Regions from separate parts of the Rattus norvegicus genome. Here region 2 is linked to region 1. A link is a contact called in public Hi-C data. All regions are on one chromosome and are shown on one strand. Each heading gives the region's core, a stretch centred on a gene start, on an enhancer-like site or on the middle of the called end of the contact. The rest is flanking DNA. Distances are from core to core; before and after follow the strand shown.

What was found. Hi-C and Micro-C count contacts between places; a contact is called where the count stands out from the background.
Region 2: a contact with region 1 is called in a Hi-C map of the A7r5 cell line, with 3 times the contacts expected there. The contact joins two enhancer-like sites. A contact is called at or near these places in 3 of 12 Hi-C or Micro-C datasets (the A7r5 cell line, frontal cortex and kidney).

Annotation. Positions count from the first base shown.
Region 1 is chr15:60,992,757-60,995,456 of GRCr8, reverse strand. No RefSeq gene overlaps it. Among named protein-coding and RNA genes, the nearest start is that of Rgcc, 90 kb to the left of the region's middle. Within about 2 kb of position 1,381, at least 8 of the 93 cell types and tissues checked have an H3K27ac peak or open chromatin away from gene starts, as enhancers often do. A contact at or near this core is called in the A7r5 cell line, where this site is marked.
Region 2 is chr15:61,101,056-61,103,755 of GRCr8, reverse strand. No RefSeq gene overlaps it. Among named protein-coding and RNA genes, the nearest start is that of Rgcc, 18 kb to the right of the region's middle. Within about 2 kb of position 1,290, at least 7 of the 93 cell types and tissues checked have an H3K27ac peak or open chromatin away from gene starts, as enhancers often do. A contact at or near this core is called in the A7r5 cell line, where this site is marked.

The sequences.
Region 1 (2,700 bases), core at 132-2,631:
AATTCACAGACAGTAGACTTGTGCCAGGGAAGAGGGAGGGAGCAATGGGAAGTGATTCCTAGGCAGGATGAAGTTTCCATCGGAGATCATAACAATATTCTGGAATTGGACAGTGGTGATATTGGCGTAATTTTTGAATATATGTCAAACCACAGCAATGTATACTTTAAAAAAATGAATGTTACAGTGCTTCAATACAAATTGTTAGGGAACATTTTCCCCTGGATATACAACTAGTTAATATAGAAGTTATGATTTGAATTGGGTGCCCATGAGCTTGAGGTCATGTGTTATTAAGCCTTGCTAGGCAGCATGGGTCCCTGGGAACTGTCTTAGGTACTCACAGAATGGTTTCTTTGGGGGTGCTTTGGGTGTCTGCTGTCACTACCAACTGACTTGGACATACATTCATCTCAAAGTGACCCAAACAACTCTGACTCTGTCACGATGAAGATTTTATCATAGTCTCAAGCTTGTACATCTGGTTCTGTCTTCTCTTGGGTAAAAACATTTCCAGACAGTGTTCAGCTCTTTCATGGCTGTGTTTGGGGCTACTTGGGAAAATACAGTAACAATATTGCTTGGGCTAAAGGTGGAAATCCATTTTTGCTTTCTGACTATTACCTTATCATGGGTATTAATAAGTCTCAGGAATATCCTTTCCCTGAAGTCTTAAACAGGGTAGACTTTCTCCTCTTTGCCTTATCTATTTACCTGCCTAGCAGCTACTCAATCATTTAGGATCTACTAATTATCCATTCATAAACACCCATCCCTCCCTCCATCCACCCACCCATCCATCCATCCATCCATCCATCCATCCATCCATCCATCCATCCCTCCATCCATATACATATCCATTCACCCATAAATCTATTCATTTACTTGTTCATCATCATTCTGTTCAACCCTTCCAATTCATTATTACCTGCTACATGAGGTTCTTCATAAACCTGGGTTTTAGAATATTAGCCAAGTAATTATTTTTTTCTAAGTCTTCTAGGAATTTATGAATTTGGAGTCTTAATGGGAAGTGTGGATGGTGGAAATATTTGGCAGCCATGATGACCCAGTCAAAGATTCCCAGGCAGATTCACAAAAACTGAGTTTCCCTTCTAATTTCCTTTCTTTGCTGTAGAGAAGGCACCTTCTCCAAAAGGACTTGCAAATGTGCACCCTCTTCCCTGAGGGCTCCTTTGCACACACAGAGCCTTCCATCACTCATCCAACTTGTAATCTTGGGGAAGAAAGTTCTCCACTCATTTTGAGACAGCAAAATGCAAACAAAACAAAACAGCCACGGCATGAGACAGTCCCAAGGCTTGCTCTGTTGAGCTATTTTTACTCTGGGCTCCAGGCAGGCATGAACTGCCCAGCTGCTTCCTGTTTCACCCCTGGCCATTCAGGGTTAGTGGTGGGACAATCCCAAAGACTGGCTGGAGCCTCTTAGAAATACTTAGCTGGGGAGCAGCGGCTGGAGAAGGAGAACTGTAATCTCAGGCCTGCCTGCCCAGCTGCCTCCAAGAGCAAGCCAAGTTCTGCTCAAACTGTCAATCCCTCTGCCTCCATCTGGGATTCCCTTGATCTTTCTGGTTCATCCAATTCTTACTGTTCCTGCCCTCCCACCCCCCCTGTCCCCAAGCGAGCACAGCTTCTGTCTCCTGGGACCATTACACCTCTTCATCCCACAGCTATCATTCACTAAAGGCACATTCATCACCTCTTTATGTTCAAGCCAAAGACAAACAAGACTTGGTACCTGCCCTTATTCCCCAGAACAGGGAAGACAGATATGAAAACAGTTATAGGGCTTGCTGAACACCCAGGACGGCCAAACACTCAGGGCTGCTCTGACTGGCCCTGCCCATGGAGGCCGGGGTCAAGCATTGTGGAGCACACTTTCTTCGTGCTTTCTTGATGATGTGTCCTGCCTTCCAGCTCGTAGTAAAGGGAAGATCTTGCTGCAGTTTGCCTGCCTTTTCCAAGCCTCATGTTGAAATTTAATAACCACTGTAATAGTATTAAGAATTGGGACTTTCACAAAGTGATTATCACCAGGGCCTTCTCTCATGAGGAGATCAGTGCTCTTCTCATGAGACTGGGTTGATTGGTTATTGAGACAATGTGTTTCTGGTAAAAAGATTATAGTCATCTCCATACAGGCTCCTTTGCCCTCCCACCTTCTGCCATAGGCTGTACAGTAAGAAGGCTCACAACAGATGTCACTGCCTCAATCTTGGATTTTCAAAGCTTTGGAATTGTGAACAAAAAAGTTGGGGTGCTTTATAAATGATCACTTGTGGTGTCCTGTCATGACTCAGATAGGCTGCAACCATATTCAGAAGGACTGCATCCTCAGGTCCTACTCAATCCCCAACAGTCCCATTTCCCAATGTAATTAATCACTATGGGTATGGATTCCAACATATATGACTTAGGGGTTATAAAGACTGAAAGTATCCAGGAAACACAGCCCACGGAGGCTCTGCCATTAGGACTATCTCCACCCACACTGTCTTCTGCCCCTTGAATACAGCGGAGGGGTGTATTGGGCATTTAGTGAAGTGTGTGTTACTGTCATACTTCCCCAGTTAGCTTAGAGAAGGCGCTGCTGGGAGAATGTGAGTGTCCAGGTGGTGGTGGGGTACTTGAGTCCCCAAAGGAACCACAGCAGACATTGGAGACATGGTTTCCATGGCT
Region 2 (2,700 bases), core at 41-2,540, 110 kb before region 1:
AGTGACTTAAGAAAGAATGGAGCTGTGAAGGTATTTATGTGCCCATGAAGACAGTGCAGAAATACTCCACACGCGGAGAAGGGGACAGGAGCCTGGCTCCTCCCAGCACCTTCAGAGACAAACTGTCTGCACTCATCTATGCCCGGGACATTCTCTGCTGTGTTACTCATGGCCACAAATATACCAGTCCAGTTCAGGCCTAGACCAGTAGCTGCACTACTCAATCTGTTTAAAAACAGTAAGTGCAGAATACAGCCTATGAAGTATGTATGAGACAGAGATGCCATTGGGTGCCCAGGAAACTCAAAACGCTCATTGGACCTCTGCCTGGAAGGAAAGAGGGGACTAATGTCCTGAGGGAGTGTGTGAGATGCTTCTCTTTCAAAGCTAATCCTAGAGATAGTGCCGGCCACACATCCCCCATGATCAGTCTGCTCAGAGCCCTTGAAGAGTCAGTACCAGCATGTTTTGGGGTGCTCAGAGTTTATTCCCTTAAAAACATACTATCTCAAAAGAATGGATTCAGCATAAGAGTTGGTGTATTGTGTTTCTACGTAAAAGAACACATGGGCGTGTGTGTGTGTGTGTGTGTGTGTGTGTGTGTGTGTTGTGGGGTGTGTGTGGTGTGTTGTGGGGTGTGTGTGTGGTGTGTTGTGGGGTGTGTGTGTGTCTGTGTGTGTGTTGTGGGGTGTGTGTTGTGGTGTGTGTGTGTTGTGGTGTGTGTGGGGTGTGTGTGTGTGTTGTGGGGTGTGTGTGTATGTGTGTTGTGGTATGTGTGTGTGTTGTGGTGTGTGTGTATGTGTGTTGTGGTGTGTGTGTGGGGTGTGTGTGTGTGTGTGTTGTGGTGTGTGTGTGTATGTGTGTTGTGGTGTGTGTGTGTTGTGGTGTGTGTGTATGTGTGTTGTGGTGTGTGTGTATGTGTGTGTGTTGTGGTGTGTGTGTGTGGTGTGTGTGTGTGGTGTGTGTGTGTGTGTGTGTGTGTGTGTGTGTGTGTGTGTGTGTGGTGCAGCTTAGGTGTGGAGCTATGGCCTCCCATGTGAGCCCTAGATCTGAAACAAAAGGACAAAACAGACAAAAAAATACACAAAAAATACTGAAAGCAGTAAGAATCAGGGTTAAGGTTTCCTGGGGTGTCTGTGGGGGAGCCCTTGCCTTTGAGACTATTTGTTGTGCACTCCTCTAATCTACAAAATAATTTTAGGGTGTCTCCTACACTTTTCATTTTAAGTTGTTGGGCCCGGTAGTGTCGAGAGCAGAATCTACCTCTAGGTGGAGACAGGCCCTTGTCTCTTGTCTTAAGGGTTACTTCAGTGCTGTGGCAGATCGGGGACCTGACTAGCTAGGGTGCTCACCTTAGACAAAGTGCTTTTTCTGTCCATGCTCACTGCCCGTCTCCCACCCCAAGCCCAAGGCTGCAGTGTAGCCCTGACAGCCATCAAAGCTGCCGGGAGGCTCAGGGACCTGCCCTGTCTGATGGCTGACACAGAACCCAGAACTATTTATTTTTCTTTTCTGCAGTAGGACCAGGACCTAAGTATGCTTTTTAAACTCCCTAACCAAAGCTTTGGACTTCCTAACACCTTTTCTAACGCCCTCCTCCTGCTGCTAACAATCTGCTCCTGGTGCATGGCTGGCGGCCTCTAGGTGACTGACCTCTGGTTGCTTTATCTCAAATAGCTTGGCTGTTTTTCCTCTTTCCTCCCTTCCAGGCAGCCAGGAGATTCCCAGCTTGACTGCCCTAGGGTTCTCCTTCTAGACTGTAAAAGCTGCCCTCAGGCTTCTGTGTGTTTGCCGGGGGTGGGGTGAGGAAGTGGGGTGCGGGTGGATATGGGTTCTGTTTGTGTCTCTACTTCTATTAATGAGACTAAGACGCCTAAGAGGGGAACTTGATTTCCCAAGTATCATATGACCATGGATGGCCAGCACCCACCCTCCCAGACACGGCCATTCTCTGTCCTTCTGTCCTACTTTTACACCCATGAACGGAAAATAAAAATACTTCTCAAAAAATTAGGTAAAAAAAAAAATTCCAGGCCAATTTGGGCTATATAATGAGACCCTGTCAATCAAGAAGCAGAGAGAGAGAGAGAGAGAGAGAGAGAGAGAGAGAGAGAGAGAGAGAGATCTCCATCATCCTTATTCCTTTATATAACTAAACTCACCTACCACCCACTTAAAAAAGGGGGGTTGGGGATTTAGCTCAGTGGTAGAGTGCTTTCCTAGCAAGCACAAGGCCCTGGGTTCGGTCCCCAGCTCCGAGGGGAAAAAAAAAAAAAAAAAAAAAAAAAAAAAAGGGCAAGCCCAGCATCTGCTGACCCGGACATAATTTTCCCTTTAAACTTATTCTTCCATACCAAATTCTCCGTTTTTGATCAAGGAGTTTTCATAATTCTCTATAATTCAAATCCCTATGTAAATTAAAATTAGAAAAATTTACACTTGTGAAGACTACCAGGCTGTAAGCAAGTTAAAATAAGTTACGTGTGTTAAAATGTTTTCGTAAATGGCCAACATAAAAGGAAATTTTTATTAGGCTTTCAAACTCATAGTCCAAGAATCCCATGACAAATACTACATACTAATAGATGTTATTTATTTGTTTCTCTTCTCTCTCTCTCTCTCTCTCTCTCTCTCTCTCTCTATATATATATATATATATATATATGCGCATATACAAATATATATGTGGTGTGTGTGTGT